2 separate regions of the Sus scrofa genome follow, and region 2 is linked to region 1. Evidence: chromatin contacts called from public HiChIP or PLAC-seq data. All regions are on one chromosome and are shown on one strand. Each heading gives the region's core, a stretch centred on a gene start, on an enhancer-like site or on the middle of the called end of the contact. The rest is flanking DNA. Distances are from core to core; before and after follow the strand shown. Region 1 has its middle 130 kb from the start of TLE3. Region 2 overlaps LOC110262000 (a long non-coding RNA gene).

Region 1 (4,412 bases), core at 611-3,110:
AGATGTTGGAAAGCCTGTATCACATATGAAGAAATGGAGGCTCAGAGCATTTCAGTAGTTGGTCCAAATGCACTCAGCTCTAGTAAGTGTCAGAGGCTCGATTCCAACCTGGATTTACCTAACCTCAAGCTCCCAAGCCTAAGAACACACGCTTCTAGAAAATATTCCTCCCAATGCAATGTCACAATCAGAGCCAAGTATCTGAAAGGCACTCAGGCACCATTGGCAAGATGGACTTGGGACAGCAGAGTAGGCGGTGAATCTGAAGGCAAGAAGGCCAGTTAGGAGACTGGAGCGGTTGTTTTGATGACAGAAGAGGAGGTTCTTTCTTCACTTAGGGTAGTAATACAGGCTTGAGAAGCCTGGGGACAAGAGGCAAAATTCACCATGTGCTTCTCTAAAAGGAGGAAGAAAGTTACAGGGGTGGAGTGCTTCAAGACTCCTTGTTCTGGGGCCTTTCTTCCTTAGGATTTCCTTCTAGAAGGGAGAGCCAGGAAGTCTAATGTCAGGCCCTCCTTGACCTTTAATATTGCAACATAAAAAAAGAGGAACATAAAAGTGAACACCCCAATCACCATCTATTGGGTTTTCCACAGAGAAAATTCAGTAGAAGAAACAGGACCAAAGCTGGTTTTGACATATGGTACTTGACTGTAAAAGTCCTGGGTTCTCACACCAACTCTGCCACTCACCAGCTCTGAGGCCTTGGACAAGCCACTTGCCCTGTCTTGAAAAGCACACTCAGCACTGTCATTCTGTGACTATTTCAGTCCATCTTGAACTTGCTTAAGAAGAAGGTGAACCTGAGGATTGTGTAGATTTAATTGTATAGCTGGCCACAATCCTGCCCTCTTCCCTGTATCCACATTCTTTGCAATGTGACTTCATAGCCCCTCCCATCAAGAAGTGGATCCAATCTCCACCCCCACCCTGAATCTGAGCTGGCCTTGTGACTTGCTTTGGCCAACAGGATGTGGTGGAAGTGACAGTGTGTGGGTTTCAAGTTCAACCCTCAACAGGCCTTATGTTAAGGGGTACCTGCCACATGAACTAGCTGAAGCTAGCCTGCTGGAGGGTGAGAGAGCTGAGGCATTCCACCCCAGATCAGTTCATAAGCAGGTAGCCCCACACATGTTAGGGCACCCAGCCTACATCAGGAGATCTACCCAACCTCAAATGAGATGAGCACCCATGAAACTTGTAGGGTCTTGAGTGACAATGAATGAATGTTTCAAGCCATCACGTTTTGTTTGGAGTGGTTTGTTAGATATTAACTGATGGAGATGCCGATGGGACTTTGGCAACTCAAAACTGTCATTAGTGGAGTTCTCATCATGGCTTAGCAGGTTAAGAACCCAACGAGTATCCATGAGGATGCAGGTTTGATCCCTGGCCTCGCTCAGTGGGTTAAAGGATCCAGCATTTCCATGAGCTATTGGTATAGGTCGCAGACATGGCTTGGATCTGGCATTGCTGTGGCTGTGGCATAGGCCAGCAGCTGCAGCTCTGATTCAACCCCTAGCCTGAGAACTTCCATATGCCTTGGGTGCGGCTATAAAAAGAAATAGAACACTGTCACTACTATAGAGCTGCACAAAAATCCCATGGGTTCAGATTTGGCATTCCTCCTTCACATGTGAGGACATGTGAGGCTCAGAGAAGACATATGATTTCTCTTACAGACATAACTGATAAGCCATAAATCTGGAATTTGGAGCCAGCCCTTCAGATACGCATCTTGTATTCTTTCTACCACACTTCACTGATCACTGGGAATTCTTAAGCCATTCATGTTCTCTTCCTTCTAGCCTGTGGCTTCATGCACTATCCTGTCCCCTGGTATCATGTCAGTGAGTAGAATGGGGAAGATGAGGCCATGCCCATTGGCCAAGCCTCCTGAACCACAGCCAGGGGGGAAAAATCTCTCTTGCAGTACCTGGTTCTTCTTTTTTGCCCTCTGCCTTGATGTGGGTGGGAGGCACACTTGGAAATACCATCTCAGGAAACTGTATGGTTTTCAGGACACTAGGAAAGTGAGCGGCTCTATGGACAGATCTGAGAAGCCGCAATGACCCTGAGGAACAGAAATGATGACCCAGTGATCAGGGTGGGGAAGTTCTCCCTCCCAAGATCCAGACCCTGGGAAGGGCTCTGGTCCAAAAGTCCCCACACCTGCCCTGGGCTCACCTGACACCAGCTGGCTGTTTTGCTGCCCAAGACCACCTCCTTCTCTGAGCCTATGTTTCTTCATCTATAAGGGAGTCCCCACAATTTTAGGATTCTCTATAACATGACCTTAGAGTTGAAAATCCATAAAGTTTCCTGGAAGTTATAAGAGGCCAAAACCAGAGTTCCCGTCATGACACAGCGGGAACAAATCTGACTAGTAACCATGAGGTTATGGGTTTGATCCCTGGCCTCACTCAGTGGGTTAAGGATCCGGCATTGCTGTGAGCTGTGGTGTAGGTCACAGACACGGCTCGGATCATGCATTGCTGTGGCTGTGGCATAGGCCAGCAGCTGTGGCTCCAACTGGACCCCTAGCCTGAGGACCTCCATATGCCATGGGTGCAGCCCTAAAAAAAAAAAAAAAAAAAAAAAAGGCCAAAACCAAGGCCTGATTTTGACACTCCCAGTATATAAAGAAATGTAAAAATGCCAAAACAGAGTTACAAAAATGATGGTGCCCTTTAATGCTTACATGGAACAAATGACTCCTTTAAACCTCTCTCCCATCCAACCCACTGTATTGTTGATCACTAGTGACAACAGCAAGAATCTTAAGTTGAGGTCATTGGTGAGTGGATCATAAAGTTGAGAGTCACCTTCCACTGATGCTTCAGTGACTCCCAGGATGAAGAGAAGAGAGAATCAACCCTCAGGCCTCAGTGATGTGAAACTCTGTTCGACCACCTTTTGAGACAGAGGCCCAGCTGGGCCCAGCACCAGAGGTTCCGTGCTCTTGGATCCCTGAGAGGGGAGCAGAGGCCAGCGCTTGCAGGCAGAGCGAAATGCCTGCTTTGCATCTGAACTGGAAGTGAGTAACGCTGCAGAGCAGATACAATAAAACAGATCATGGAAAATTTAATGGCCCGTGGTCGGCAATCACTGAATTATTTATGCCATCTCTGCCTCTTCCGAATTCTCACTGCTCTGCCCCCAGCACTGCAGCCCTGGCCGTTTGCAGGCTGCGGAGTAACAGGGCCTGGAAAGAAAATGGGACCCAGTAGCCAAGAGGCTGGAGGTTTTCTGGATAACCTTGGGCTAAAATTGCTTCCCATCTATCGGTTTTATTTGCTCATCTGCCAAATTAGAGGGTTCTCTTCCATGAGCTAATAGCAACTTAAATTTATGCCACTCTTTTTATTCATAGATGACTCCCATCCCCTTCGCCCATCTCCCAATCTCTGTGAGGAAGGCAAGCCTGATATTGCTATTATTCCCGTTTTCAAAAGTATAACCTGAAGCTCAAAACTGTGAAAAGCCTTGGCCAAAGTCAAAGGGACAAAGAGTGGTGGAGAATTTCCAATTTGACATGTAGACTGAATATACAGAATTTAACTCCTTGAGTTCCTGTCGTGGTGCAGCGGAAACAAATCTGTTTAGGAACCATGAGGTTGCAGGTTCTATCCCAGGCCTTGCTCAGTGGGTTAAGGATCCGGCGTTGCCAGTGAGCTGTGGTGTAGTTCACAGACATGCTCAGATCTGATGTTGCTGTGATTGTGTGTAGGCTGGCAGCTGTAGCTCCAATTGGACCCCTAACCTAGGAACTTCCATATGACACGGATGCGGCCCTAAAAAAAAGAAAAATAGAATTTAACTTCTCTCCATATCAAAATCCTACTGGACAAACAATCAGAAGAGATACTAAGAGTAAATCCATATTAGAAAATAAGAAAGGATGCTGTCAGTGCACCAGAAATGAGGAAGAATTTCTAAAAGGTAGCAGGAATATGGGATCCAAGTGATTAAGAAACCAGAGCAAAGAAACCATCACTCCTTGTAGGCCGAGGAGAGGCTTGTCACTGAAGCTAGAGCCTCAAAGAAACACCAACCAAAAAATAAGAGAATTTGGGGGCATTTGAAACCACTGGATGCACAGCTAGTTCAGTCCCTCTTTAGAAGTACAGAACAATTGGCTCTGGCATTCAACCCCAGGAAAAAAGTCATAAGAACACTCTCAAATGGGGGTTCTGCAGGCATTTCTGTAGACTTGCCCTGCCTGACCTGCTCCGCAGACGCAGAAGGGAAAAATAATGAAGGCCAGAGACTTTGAAGAGGGGAAAAATATGGTCTGTTCTACTACCATCTGCATTAGCCCATATATGACTGACACATAGGATCATGATATCAGTGCCATGTAGAAGTTCCATTGGTTTATACGTGATTTTTCCAGCCTACTAGGTTTTGTG
Region 2 (4,412 bases), core at 1,118-3,617, 220 kb before region 1:
CTCTGGGCTGGGCTGCCAGAGGCAGGTGGGAAAGACATCTATACCCTGGGGCCTCCGACCCTTGACTCACCTCCAAGAGCCAACAGCTCCCCTGCCCACGTGAGGGAACCCCCCTGGGAACCCCTCCAGTCTCCATGAGGCACCAACTTGCAGTTGATCAAGTTGGGGACAGTCCCCGAGATGAGTCTGCATGTCCCCTGACCAGAACAGCCTTTCTGCTCCTCTCCTAGGACCAGTGGGGCTGAGGTTCCCCCAGTCCACCCCCTTGCCTTCCAGTAACATTGTCAGGGTTTTCTCCCATCATCGCTGGTTTTCTCTCTTCCCTCTCACTGTCTCTCTGCTTTGGTTTCTCTCTCTCTCTCTCTCTCTCTGTTTTTCTCTCTATCTCTAATTCTTTTTGCCTGTCTGCCTGTATCTCTCTGTCTCTCCCTCCTTCTCCAACCCTTCTATTCTTTTTTTTTTCTCCTTTTTTCTTTTTTTTTAGGACTGCACCAGCGTCATATGGAGGTTCCCAGGCTAGGGGTCTTATCAGAGCTGTTGTTGCCGGCCTATGCCAGATCCGAGCCACATCTGGGACCTACACGACAGCTCACAGCAACACTGGATCGTTAACCCACTGAGCAAGGCCAGGGATTGAACCTGGAACCTCATGGTTCCTAGTCGGATTCATTTCTGCTGCGCCACAAAGGGAACTCCCAACCCTTCTATTCTTAACTGTCCATCTCAGATTTATTCTCCCCCTCACCTATTCATTCCCCATTCATGGCTAAACCAGTCCTTCCCCCTTCTTCTAGGATTTTTCCCAGCTGTGCTGTGCACCTCTGAAACCACCCATTCTAGCTTTCTGGGGACACAGGAAAAACAATAATAAGCATGCATGAGACCCTGGGCTTTCAAGCCATCAACAGGGGTTAAGTGACTATGCTGCTGGAGAGGAACCCTCTCCAGAAAGGTAGCACAGGCAGGCCCAGGGGCCACTTTCTTCTGGAGGAACATGTTCTCTGTTCCCCAGGACCCGGGTCCTCATGACAGTTCTGGGACACGAGAGCAAAGACGGTGAGGCTCCTGGCACTAGATGATAGTTACGGATCTCTGCTCTGTTTCGTCACCTGTAAAATGAGGATAATAATACCTACCAAGGAGTTTTTAGTAAGGTTTAAAGCCAATACGTTGCCCAGAACACAGCATACACTCCATAGATATTGACTCCTGTTGTCACATTGGTGTTATCCTTACCATTGTCACTGCTTTGCACTCCAGCTGTGTGAAATCAGGTTTACCTTTCTGAGTCCATTTCTGCCTTTTTAAAATAGGGCTATGCTGGAGTTCCCACTGTGGCTCAGTGGGTTAAGAACCCGACTAGTATCCACGAGGCTATGTGTGCAATCCCTGGCCTCGCTCAGTGGGTTAAGGACCTGGCATTCTCACAAGTTGTGGCATAGGTCGCAAATGTGGCTTGGGTCTGCTGTTGCTGTGGGTGTGGCATAGGCTGGCAGCAGCAGCTCTGATTAGATCCTTGGCCTAGGAATTTCCACATGCCGCAGGTGTGGCTCCCCCAAAAAAAGGATAAAATAGGGCTATACTCTTTGCCACCTGGGAGCTTGGCAGGCATTTGACCTAAAGCACCTGGCATTATCCTACCTCTCTGCCGGTGCAAAGGTGACTACCATTTTCTCTCTTCTTCCCCCGCCCCTCCCTTGCAGACATCATCATCGCTGAGGCCCAAGGAGGTGGCTCCTGTGGCTGGCACAGTGAGCCAGCGGCATGTCTAGAAATAAAGCCTCTTGGATGAGACCCGTCCCTTAGCCAACAGTGCTTAACTTTGCTGCTCAGTCTGAATTTGGTCTGCAGATTCTAAATCTGTTTGTCCCCAAAGGTCTTGGCTCTCTTGATCCCTCCCTGATCTGTGTAGACCCTGCCAATTACTTGGAGGAGAAGAGCCTGTCATCTTTTGCAAGCATGGGGACTTTCACGGCTTCGTGGATTTCCTCCGGCTGGATTATGGAGCAGTCATTAAAGTCTTTAGCAAGCTAGAAAAGGAAGGTAGTACGGAAGTAGGGAATACTCTTTCTGAGCACAATTAATTCCTGTCTTTAGGCAGGACTGAGCCAGGAGGCCGACTCCCAAATGGTAAGGCTTCTCTGGGCTCACCTCCCACCACTGTGGATGCCTCCCTGGAGAGGCCACCACTCCTTTTTTTTTTTTTTTCCTTGTGGGGTCTAGATTGTCATTGCAGAAGGGCCCAGATGCAGAAATCTCCAGAACAAAACCTCCCAGTCCTGTGTCATCACTTAGCTACATGGTAGAGCACAGCTGGTGCTGGTCCCCAGGCTACCCTTCTGCCCCGGGATCCTATTAGAGCTCAGGTGTCTTTGCACATAAGGCCTATAGGTGGCAGCAGCTCCCGGCCCCAGGAAGCTCAGCGTTGGGGAGAGTGGGTAGCGGTGGGGTAACCAAGTCTGGGAGCAGTCATGGATTGGAAGTACCTGAGGGTTAAAGGTGAGGTCAAGAATCAGGCATCAGGTGAGCTGTCTGGAAGGCTGACCACGACAGTTTAGCTACCAGAGAGGGCTAGAGTGGGAGGAAAGTGTAAGAGGGTGGTTCTAAAGCCAGCTGACCTATGTCAAATCCTTGTTCTGTTGCTTACTCATTGTGTGATCAAGGGAAGTCGCTACCCCTCCCTGTGCCTCAGTTGCTCCATCTGTAAAATGGTAATAATGTGGTAAGCAACTCAAATGATGATCCGAAGATTGGATTAGAAATTACATGCTAAAGTAAGGACTTAATAAAGATTAAATCTATGCTGAAAGTCCCCTTTGTCAAACAATGAATGCTGCAGGAAAAAAAAAAAAAAGGAGTTCCCGTTGTGGCACAGCGAAAACAAATCCTACTGGTAAATACGAGGTTGCAGGTTTGATCTCTGGTCTCGTTCAGTGGGTTAAGGATCTGGTGTTGCCATGAGCTAAGGTGTAGGTCATAGACTTGGCTCGGAGTCTGTGTTGCTGTGGCTATAGCGTAGCTCCAATTGGACCCCTAGCTTGGGAGCCTCCATATGCTGTAGGTGTGGGCCTAAAAGCAAAAAAAGAAAAAAAAAAAAAAAAAACCACCAATGAATGATGCTTTTGAAAAACACTGTGGCTAGGAGTTCCCTGGTGGCTCAGGGGGTTAAGGATCTGTCATTGTCACTGCTGTGGTGAGGGTTCTATCCCTGGCTGTATAAGTTCTGGATGCCACAGGTGCAGCCAAAAAGAAAGAAAGAAAAGAAAAGAAAAATACCATGACTGCATTGTCTTCTTCAAGCCTGGGCTGTCAGTCAGTATGAGAGTGTGGGGGTGGCACATGAGCAAGGGACTATAGGCCCAGAACCCCGGGTCACAGGCTGGGTAAGGAGACAGACTTCAGACAACAAGCAGAGCCTGCAGGAAGCTGGCCTGTGCACCTGGCCCTGCAGTTCCTTCCTTCCCACCCCTGCAGGGGTTAATCCTCAGGCCCTGGGCCCTGCAGTGCTGGCTCCTGAGTAGGAGGGGAGGGCGAGGACAGAGAGAAAAGCAGCTGAGGACAGGCTGCCCTGTTCATGGTTAGCTCTTGACAGCACCTTTTCATTAAACCATCTCTTTTCAAAAGCTTCTGTCCCCGGCGTAATTGAGGCTTTGGTTCCCTTCACTGCTGTCTGCTTGTTTTCCAAAGAGCTGCCTCGGTGCCCCTCCAAGCCTCTGACAGATTTTTCAGAGCAACAATTATGGAATCCAAAGAGTGAGCGTGATCTAGCCCTCTGCCCTGTGCCTGGTGTGCCTCGGGCCTCTCTCGGGAGGGGGCTGGAGGTGATCAGAGCCCAGCCTGCTCGGGAGCGGGGGCTGGGTTTCAGGGATCCCAGGAAGTGAGGAGGCTCTTTTGGTGGAAAGGTCTGCTGAGCTCAGGGGGTCCCCAGCTCGCACCCTGTCTCCCCATTCTTTTCTGCCTTCTGCCTGCCAGTATTGTGGTGGCTTTGAACTTGAATGCCCTAGAAATACATTCATTAGGTAGATAGCACTTTTCATTAAGGAAGCTCTGGGCTCTGCCTGTGAAATAGCCACGAAGTCCGACAACACAGAATCAGAGGCTCTGGCTGGTCCTCAAGGGTTTCAAAGGCTGCAGAGTCTGGCTCCTATTCACTGACTGAATCCCCTTGGCAACTGCCTCTCCCAGTGGTGCTGGCCTCTCTAACCACTGGTGGGGCAGAACTCAATGCCTTTAGAGGCAGTCAGTGATGTCGTGTCCGGAGAGCTCAGACTGTTCATTGGTTCCAGGGACGTGGGGACAGGGCCAGTGGCTGCACCTGTCCAGGGATGTTTGAGTTGCACTATTACTCTCCATCAGGTGTGGGCCAGCAGGCAGTGCTAGGGAGAGGGGTGGGGACACGCTAAATGGAAAAA

Evidence for each region. HiChIP or PLAC-seq counts read pairs in DNA pulled down with a chosen protein or histone mark.
Region 2: a contact with region 1 is called in an H3K27ac HiChIP or PLAC-seq map of alveolar macrophages. The contact joins two enhancer-like sites. A contact is called at or near these places in 1 of 47 Hi-C or Micro-C datasets (liver) and 1 of 2 datasets of contacts at active chromatin or transcription factors (alveolar macrophages).

Annotation. Positions count from the first base shown.
Region 1 is chr1:167,981,274-167,985,685 of Sscrofa11.1, reverse strand. No RefSeq gene overlaps it. Among named protein-coding and RNA genes, the nearest start is that of TLE3, 130 kb to the right of the region's middle. Within about 2 kb of position 1,860, at least 1 of the 83 cell types and tissues checked has an H3K27ac peak or open chromatin away from gene starts, as enhancers often do. A contact at or near this core is called in alveolar macrophages, where this site is marked.
Region 2 is chr1:168,203,111-168,207,522 of Sscrofa11.1, reverse strand. All of the region lies in intron 1 of LOC110262000 (a long non-coding RNA gene), which reads left to right. Among named protein-coding and RNA genes, the nearest start is that of UACA, 250 kb to the left of the region's middle. Within about 2 kb of position 2,367, at least 3 of the 83 cell types and tissues checked have an H3K27ac peak or open chromatin away from gene starts, as enhancers often do. A contact at or near this core is called in alveolar macrophages, where this site is marked.